3 separate regions of the Mus musculus genome follow, and regions 1 and 3 are each linked to region 2. The links are chromatin contacts, called in public targeted proximity ligation maps. All regions are on one chromosome and are shown on one strand. The core of a region is the stretch at or near the end of the contact, and the rest is flanking DNA. Distances in the headings are between cores, read along the strand shown.

Evidence for each region.
Region 1: a targeted proximity ligation map of pancreatic cancer cells shows a contact between it and region 2. A contact is called at or near these places in 6 of 39 promoter capture datasets (3T3-L1-derived adipocytes, the HPC-7 cell line, cranial neural crest and 2 more), 3 of 484 Hi-C or Micro-C datasets (the G1E-ER4 cell line and embryonic stem cells), 1 of 130 datasets of targeted methods (pancreatic cancer cells) and 1 of 9 other capture datasets (adipose tissue).
Region 3: a targeted proximity ligation map of pancreatic cancer cells shows a contact between it and region 2. A contact is called at or near these places in 7 of 39 promoter capture datasets (the 3T3-L1 cell line, the C10 cell line, frontonasal cranial neural crest and 3 more) and 2 of 130 datasets of targeted methods (effector CD8 T cells and pancreatic cancer cells).

What each region holds. Positions count from the first base shown.
Region 1 is chr19:10,039,841-10,043,008 of GRCm38.p6, forward strand. Fads3 (fatty acid desaturase 3) reads left to right here and starts at 1,708. Exons shown (of 12, transcript NM_021890.3): 1 at 1,708-2,116. The coding sequence starts at 1,892.
Region 2 is chr19:10,496,199-10,499,246 of GRCm38.p6, forward strand. No RefSeq gene overlaps it. Among named protein-coding and RNA genes, the nearest start is that of Ppp1r32, 15 kb to the left of the region's middle.
Region 3 is chr19:10,973,056-10,976,143 of GRCm38.p6, forward strand. Ms4a10 (membrane-spanning 4-domains, subfamily A, member 10) reads right to left here and starts at 1,645. Exons shown (of 9, transcript NM_023529.3): 1 at 1,564-1,645.

The DNA of each region.
Region 1 (3,168 bases), core at 458-2,957, 460 kb before region 2:
CTGCCATCCTCTTTGGCCAGGGCTCCTGTATCCCCAGGTGTGAAGAAGAAAACATGTTCCAGGATTTTGAAGAGCCTTCATAGAAAGGGATTGAACAGCTCCTGTTTGTGGCAATATCTTGGGCTCGTTGGTCCTGGCTAAGCAAAGCAAGAGTTCCTCAAACTAGAGAGAACCAAGAGGCTCCTTTCTTCAAGCTCTGGTCTGCCTGTGATACACGTCATGGATTTTCCTTCTCTCTGAGTTCTGCAGCCTAAGATGGAACAGGAGTAGATTGGACATGTTCAGAAAAGAATTCTGGAAGTTTCCCAAATGTAAGACTGGACTGTGACACCCTCCTCACTCTCCATGGAGGCAGTGTGTACGTAGGCTGCCCCTGATGTCACCTCTCCTCATCTCACAGGTCCCAGGTATCTAACCAACATTCTTTAGAGTATTGCTCGCCTCTGCTTTCCTCCTTGTCCTGTGTATTTAGGCCTGTAATAGTTGCATCTGGAGTGAATGCTTTCAGCCTTTTTTAGTCTTATTGTTCCCTAAACAATGCAGTGAACAATTATTTATAGAGCATTTACATCACATTAGACATTATTAAGAATTCAGAGCTGACTTAAAGTGTATGAGGGGATATGTGAAGGTTACATGCATATACTGGTTTTTTGTAGGCAAGAAACACAGGTTGGTTTTGTTATCCACAGGGGTGCCTTAGAGGTCAGGTCACCTACAAATCCTTAGGTAGACCAAGAGGAAATGTTTGCACATTGGAAAAAATACACTTTAAGGTTCTGAAAAGATTTGCTCCCAACAAACAGGTCTGCCTCACCTTTCTGCCCTGAGTCACACTAGGGTGGTGTGCGGGAGTCTGTTTTAACTAGCCCTCAAGGAAATTCTGATGGACCTTCAAGTTTGCCAGTTGTGAAAGCTTTTAACTTTTAAGGAACTGATGTCTGTCTCAAAGAAACATCGTACAATTGGGAACGTAGTTACACTCTCAAGAGGATTTGAATTTAATAAGTCAAAAATGTGACACCATGAATGGGGAGAACTGGGAGGTGGTGACAAGCAAGCCACCCATTGCAGACTGGACCATTCTTTCATCTCCTGAACGGCAGACCTCCACGCAGCAGTGTCCTCTGCTCCTCCTCCAGTGGCCAACCTGGGCATCCCCAATCCTGCGTACAGCCAGGAGGAGAGGCCATCTGCTCCTGCAGATTGCTTTAGATGGCTTCCTCGCGTGGATATTGAGGGTTTACTGGGGGATGAGGTCCATTGTTTGGTGGCTGTTGACAGTCACCCCAAGGTAGTGTCCTCATTTCTAGCTACCTGGGATGCCTGGTTAAAGACCGGTGACGTCCCTAACTACATTTCTCAGCCTTTCAGGGCTCAGACTTGGGCTCATTTCGGGCCCCTGCGGGTGTGCCTGGGCGCAGCGGCCTGCAGGACTCCCGTGCGCGCTGGGTCCCCATCCCCCGCCTTCTCAGTTGAGCCGAGAGTCCGAGAAACTGGGGGGGGGGGGGGGCAGTGCCCCGGGGGCAGTGCCGGGCGTGGTGGCCCCAGGCCCTCGAGGGTGGGGCAAGCCCCTTCGCGACACCGCCCTCCCCGGGCAGCCAATAGATGTGGAGGCGCCGCGCCTGGATTGGAGCGAGAGCGGGACTGGCCAGCGCGGGGGCCGGGACGAGGGGCGGGCGAGGCGAGCGCTGTCAGCGCGGTTATAAGGGAGGGAAAAGTTCCCTGCGCGGAGAGCCGGGCAGGCGCACGCTCTTACGGCGGCCGCAGCGGCAGGGCGGGGCCGGTGGGGCGGGCGGAGGAAGACCCCTGATTGCCACCTCGCCTCCCTCAGTGTCTCTCTTAGACCTTGGTCACGTACCGGGGTCCGGAGGACTTGTGTACAGCGGCAATGGGCGGTGTCGGGGAGCCCGGAGGGGGACCCGGGCCGCGGGAGGGGCCCGCACCGCTGGGGGCGCCCCTACCCATCTTCCGCTGGGAGCAGATCCGCCAGCATGACCTACCAGGCGACAAGTGGCTGGTCATCGAGCGCCGTGTCTACGACATCAGCCGCTGGGCACAGCGGCACCCAGGGGGTAGCCGCCTCATCGGCCACCACGGTGCGGAGGACGCCACGGTAAGCTAACCCACAGCCGGCGGGGTGGAGCCTGGCACTAGCGGTGGAGAGGGAGACGTTGTTCATAGGCTTGGCGTCTCATTCCACCTGCGGACCTTAGCATCCTTTTTGCTCTTTCTGACCTTTGACCCCTTCCCTGGCTCCAGAGTTGAGATGGAGCCTGAGGGAAGGAGGTCTCTTTCTTTCACGGAGGATGGGCTGTTTGGGTCAGTCTGTGGAATAAATAGATCTCAGGGAAGAATGGGCCCCCAGAGGTGGGTGTGCCGTGAGGGGCAGATTCTGCCCCAGGTAAGTACCCTCACTGTTGTACTGAGGGTTTCTTTTCTGCTCTGAGTGTCACAGACTATTTTCTGGTGCTTCCAAGAGCCTGGGGCAGGGCTGGGTCCCTAGCGATAGGGACGTGCCATCAGAAACTGGGGGCTGGGCAGCAGAGCTTGGGCAGGGCCTGGAGGTCTGTGGCTTATCCAGCACTTGTGTAGACTGTTCTGAGGGCCAGTGACTCACCTCTGCTGGGCTGGCAGCTACACGTGGGAAGACTTTGCCAGGCTGGGTGGGCCTCCACGGGAAGCACAGTCACCCCAGTCACCGACTAGCCCCTGGGGACTCTGGCTTCCCATTCTCAGTCCGTGTCTAGACAAGAAGGGATGGAACTGGCCTGAAGGACTATCTGGCTAGAGCCCAGTGGTGAAGCAATTTCCCAGACCCTTCCTCCTTCAGTCCCACTCCATGGACAAAGGTTGAGGCCATGGTGCTCTGCCCTCGACTATCCAAAATTGTAGGTTAGTCACATTGGGTACCCGGAAGGTCTTTAAGACTGGAGGGAATGATTCTCTAGTGGAAGAACTTGGTGGCAGCAGAGGAGGTTCTCTGTGTCCCAGGACTGTCATTGTCCCTCTCCTCCCGGATTCACTCCAGGCAACTGAGAGGGATAAGAATGAGACAATTCCTGAAAATCATCAACCTGTGGGCCAGTGTGTGTGTGTGTGTGTGTGTGTGTGTGTGTGTGTGTGAGCCTTCCTTCTTTCTACCAGAGCATGATGGGCATGAGGTGC
Region 2 (3,048 bases), core at 268-2,767:
GACCACTGACGACCCAGGGGCCAATCTCAGGCCTATGGCCGATCTCATCATAGCTGCACAGCAAAGGATAAGGCTGCAGGGTTCAGAGTCCGTCTGGCAATCCCAATTGGCAAGCTGAATCCAGAACAAGAAAATTCTGTGTACAACCTTAACTGTCCTGTGGCCTGCGTAGCTACTGCAAAGGCAGACCTCCCACCCAAGGCTGGCTTCTGTCTTGCTGCTGCCTTTGGGGGTCAGTGGCTGAGGCCCACGGATGAGGTCTTGCAGGCCTTTTACTCAGCTGTCCTTCTCCAGTGCTCCCTGGGGTGTGAGCTGTAACTCATTCATTGATTTTTCTGTGTCTGGTACTGAGTCTAGCACACTGCTTGGGAATCAATGAAATAAGGCGCAGAGGCAAACAGTGGGAGCCTCAAGGAAAGAGTAAGCACATTCTTCTCCATCCCCAGCGTCTAGTGAAAACCATTACAGTCTATCCTCCCAATTACATTTCTGAGCATCACTCATCCTGTTTCTGCTTGGACAGGAGGCGCAGTATCTAATTCACTAGCCACTAAAACCTCCCACAGCATGACTCTGCTGAGAGATGGTTTGCATCAAGGGTCAGGGACCGTGGGTCTGGCTCAAAAGAAGGCTAGCCTTAGGCTCTCCAGCCTCAGGACCAATGCTGGCTTTTCTGCCACAGCCTTGGAGCAGGAGCTGTGATGGGGTGAAAGCCAAACTGGGGACCCTGGGGTGAGGTCCCTATGTACTTCCTGATAACACTCGACCAACCTCCTTCCCCACTCTGAGAAAAACAGCCAGCCGGTGACAGGACAACCCTGTAAGATTCAGTTTTGTCTCTGTTATTCAGGAGAGGAGGAAACACTCAAAGCAAGACGGGAATACTAATCCTTCCCTCCTGCTCCCCTCTTCCTAAGCCCAAAGGAAGTCTGAGCTCAGACTGTCAGGGAGAGCTTGGCTGCCTGTGTCCTACTTGGAGGGCTTAAGTAATTAAGTCTGCAGTGGCTGAGGCTGTGGCCATCTCTCTGTGAAAATCAACTCCCCAGGCTACTCATTATAGTTTGAATATAAAATGTCCCCCACAGGCTCATATACTGGGGGGACACCATTGCCAGATGATGGGTTTGGGGGGCTCCTGAGGACTCTGACTTCATTCCTTGTGGAGTTATTATATGATGGCATTAATTGGAGGTAGTGAAAAAAGGTGGGGCCTAGTAGGAGGAAAAAGGTCCTGGGGACATAACCAGGATGCATCTTGTTCCTTCCTGCTTCCCTCTACTGCCTGGCCGTTATGAGATGAGGTGTTGGCCCTCCGTAGCCTTTTGCTCAGGTGCTCTGCTTCCACAGCCCTGAAGTAACAGAATCAGCCAGCTGTGGGCTGTACCTTTTGAAAACATGAGCTAAAACAAACCTTGCCTCCTTTTTAATAGTGCCAGGCATCACTTGACAAGAAGTGACTAACACAGTTAGTCCTACAGGGAGCCACTGGAGGGCAGCTACACTGAGTCATCACCAGTCAGTAGCCTTCCCACAGACCGCAGATGAAGAGGAGAAAGGAGCTTATAAGCCATGCTGCAGTGTGGTAGCTCCGGGGCCGTTGCTTCCTTTCAGACCCTAGTCCTATCACTTCCTGCCTGTGACTCTGAGCAAACAACCCACCCTACCAACCTGTTATTTCCTACCAACCGGGGGAAATGGAAAACAAGGATTAAATAAGATCCACATAGGACTCTTAGCAATCTGGTGCACGGTCAGACTTAATCATTTACTATGGATGGCTACCACTGTGTCACTAGGGTGCCAAGTACCACGGTGAGCACTTCCCCTGCATTCATTCCTTTAGTCCTTACCCCCTGCACAAGGTTAGGGGGTTCAGGTTTCACATCTACAGAAGAGAAGAAGCTGGAGAAGAAATGTGGTCACAGTGACAGTTCTAGGACTCTAAGCACGAGTTCCCAAAGAACTGCTCTCAGCTTTATAGATCTGTCACGGGGATTGAACGCAAGATTTCATGCGCACTAAGGCAAATGCTCAACCACTGAGCCACACCCTTCTCTCTCCCTCCCCCAACATCTGCTCCTAACAGCTTGGTTCTTTTCCCTGTGTGTTCCAGGGTACTACAATAGGCACCTTTTTTTTTTAGGTTTAAAACAAATTTTGGTGTGTGTGTGTGTGTGTGTGTGTGTACGCGTGCGCACTCATGTGCACACCTGTGCAGGTACTCTCTAACATCAGATGAGAAAGTCAGATGCCCTGGAGCTGCCTGATGAGTGCTGGAAGCTGAACTTAGGTCCTCAGCAATTACTCTTAACTACTAAGCCATCTTTCTTTGTTGTTGTTGTTTTTGTTTTTTTTAGACAGGGTTTCTCGGTATAGCCCTGGCTGTCCCAGAACTCTGTAGACCAAGCTGGCCTTGAACTCAGAAATCTGTCTGCCTTTGCCTCCCAAGTGCTCTGAGCCATCTTTCTTGATCCAGATTTTTATTACATTTAATTATGGGTCTGAGTGGGGTATGTGTGTGAGCGCAGATGCACACTGAAGCTAGAGGTTGGCCTCCTCTGGAGCTGAGTTACAGGAAATTGTGATCTATACAACATAGGTGCTGGAAACCAAACACAAGAGCAGTAGGCACTGAGCCATCTCTCCAACCTTATTAAATACTAACAAGCTGCGTGTGGAGCACAGCCTTGTATTTTGTGAGTGCTATAGTATGCATAGGAGGTCAGAGGACCACTTGGAGGAGTCAGGTCTCTCTTTCCACCCTGTGGATCCTAGAGATTGACCTCAGGTTCCAAGGCTTGGTGGAAAACACCTTTAGCAGCTGAGCCATCCCACCCGCTTTGTAGCACACACTTGTAGTCTCAGCCTGTGGGAGGTAAAGGCGGGAGGATCAGGGGTTTAAGTTATATCAAGCTCAAGGCCACCCTGGGCTACCTGAGACCACATTTAAAACAAACAAACAAACAAACAAACAAACAAACAAACAAACAAACAGAGTCAGATGCTTTGCTGGCTAGTTACATAAAATAATGTGCCTGGCTTGCATTT
Region 3 (3,088 bases), core at 395-2,894, 480 kb after region 2:
CCTGGAGTCCATCTTTTAGTAATAAACCCATAGAATGCTTGTGCCCTGTTACCTTGCCCACCTTATCTTCAGGACTGGGCAGACTGCCCTGGGGTGAAGGTAGACTGGCAGGATGGGAGGGGCAGAGGGAGAATTTTTTGGTCTTCTCTCCCAGGCTCCTCAGCTAGAGGAGCCACAGACCCAGCTGTCTGGTGTCTTAAGGAACCGTAGGGTCTTGGTGATTTATACTCAGCCTCAGACTTTCTGCAAATCTCTCCCGTTTCCTTAGCCTGTGGGAGGCAGAGACAGAGCTAGGAGGATTCTGTAACCTTTTAGTGGGCCAGAACATGAATCTTCCAAGCAGACAGGCCAGGCCTAGCCCTGGCTCTGCTCCTGCATCTCAGTGTCTAAGTCTGTTTCTATGGATACACAGGAACACTAGTGCTTGCCTGAGGGTGGGCTGCAAAGATTAATTGGGCCAGGGCCAGAGGTTAGAATTTAGTAATAAAAGCCAATGATACCTGCCCTACAGCCTGAATCTCACCTGACCTCTGTCTGGTTTTCTGTTAAGAGAGGTCCCATTCTAATCTCCAGGATGGGGAGTTCATTGCTTCTATCTGACTCCTGCTCAGAGCAAGGAGGAAATCAGCTATGGGATCCTGATAGCTGGGAAGGTTGTGTCGAGGAGAGTGTGTGGAGACAGTTATCTGGGAGCACACAGGACTGCCCTTCAGGATTTTGTCTGCAGAGCAATGAGCTGGTTGCCAGGGAATGTCTAGAATGGATAAGATCTGTCCATGGGAGGTCTGGGTTAGAAGGTTGAGAAAATCTTGATGGGAATGTGACCCTAAGCAGACAGTGCAGAAGAAGTCAAGAGAGCAGAGAGGGTAGTGTAGTGTGTGTTTACACATACGTGTGTATGTGTATATAATATGTGCACATATATGTACATATATGTAGATGTATGTATGGGCATGTTAGGCAGAGAAAGGCAGGTACCGAGAGGTATGGAGTCAGTGTGACAGAGTGGCTGCTGGCAGCCACCCTTAGAAGATTGGGTTTTCAGTTATGTTAGGTCAGAAGGGGCCCTGGCATTTGCAAAGTAAACTTTCTCGAGGTCTCAGGGCTGGGCACTTGGTGTAAAGGGAAGATATGGGAAAAAGAGGGTGGAATTTCCCAAGTGTCTTCCTTGCTTTGCTTTTTCAAATCTGTCTCTCTGTGTGCTCAAGGTTCCAGGGTTAGAAGGGACGGGGTGTCATTCCTCTTAGCTCTCAGAATCACCAACTGATCCTGGGTAGTGGGCTGGGCTCCTGGTAGCAGACTCCTTCCTGGAGAGAGGCCCGTAGTAACCCCACTTCCCAGGACTTCATAGCATGGAACATTTGTTCTCCAGCTGTTGTGGACATTGCTTGATAAACAGTTCCTGTTCACTTCTGGGGGGGTCAAGTTTCAGCCACTCACCACCAGCTTGCAGCTACTGACTGACGAGCACAAGAGGCTGATCTCTTGTGTTAAGACTGAACCCCACTTGAGGCCCTGATGACCCTCCCTTGTTTGTTTCTGCTGTGGAGAGGGGGTACTCACCTGGCCCCGGGAACTCTGTTGTAGGCTTCAGCTGTGCCTGACCATCCAGAGCTGCCTCAGCACAGAGCCAGAGGTGGAAATCAGAACATCTTTATGGCTTTAGACTTTGGATTCTTTTCTTTCTGGGACCCACCCCTTGCTCACACTCCCAGCTAATCAGAGATGCATGTCTGGACTAGATCCTTCAAAACCATCTGCTTCCAAACCTGGGCAGGTGAAGATCTGAGTCTCCTTCCTTATGTCTCCCTTTAACAGCTGAGACAGTTAATGTTGCAGTGATGACATTTCAGTTCATGGAGCAGTTCATTGTCAAGTTGGTGAAGGCAGCATTTGAATGAGTTGATTATTAAAATTCTCAAATTTTTATTTGTGTGTGTGTGTGTTGATGTGGGTGGCTGATATGAGTGTGTGATTGATGTGTGTCTGTGTGTCTGTCTGTGTGTCTGTGTGAGTGTGTGTAGGTCAGAGGACTTTGTGAAATTGATTCCTTCTTTCCACCTTTCCACAGTGCTGAGGTCTGAACGGATATTGTCAGGTTGTGCAGTAACTTTAGCTTCTGAGACACCTTTCTGGCCCCTCAAAGAATCTTTTAATTTTTTGAAAGTTAAAGTATCCACAATAGTGGTTACAATGACCCTGCCCTGGGCCTTGTGTCCCTCCTCAAACCAGCCATGGTCATCCTAAGTTCTTGCTTGACTTTGGTCTCTGGTGGTAAGCCAGACAGATGTATTGTCATCTGTGTAAGCATGGTAGTGTTTGTCTTAAAAGGTATGGTCACGTGACCACAAGTAACAGGAAGCCCTGATTGAGAGTGAAGTCCAGCCACCACCAAGCTTGCAGCGCATGTGACTTACAGAGAACTTATATCTAAGGCATGTTTGGATCTTGACCATGGACATGGTGAGATGAGAATGTGTAACTTCAAGCTGTCCAGTCTGTCTCATGCAGAACTAGATAACTACTGTGCTTTTTCTATCTTTTTCCTCTGGTTTTTAAAGACGGAGAATACACATTTAATTGTTAATATTTAATATACATATTAAAGTGTATGCAGCATATGCAGTTAGGTAAATTTGTATGTATATATGTGTATGTTGGTTTATTTGTGTGTATTATTCTCTATCTTACTTTTCTTTCTTTTTTAAAAAACGATTTTATTATTTAATATGTATAATTGTTTTTGTTTGTATGCATGTCTGTGCACCACATGCGTGCCTGGCACTCTCAGAGGCCAGAAGAGGGTGTCAGATCCCTTTGAGCTAGAGCTACTGACAATTGTAACTGCCATGTGGCAAGTGGGTGCTCGGGAGGAATCAAACCTTGGTCCTCTGGAAGAGCAGCCAGTACGCTTAACTACTGCTGAGCTGTCTCTCCAGTCTTCTTACTGTGTGTGTGTGTGTGTGTGTGTGTGTGTGTGTGTGTGTGTGTGTGAGACCACGTGTACACACACAGAGGCACGTGCACACACACAGAGGCACGTGCACACACTAAAGTTAGTGTTATTGACGATGCTCCAAAATGGAAT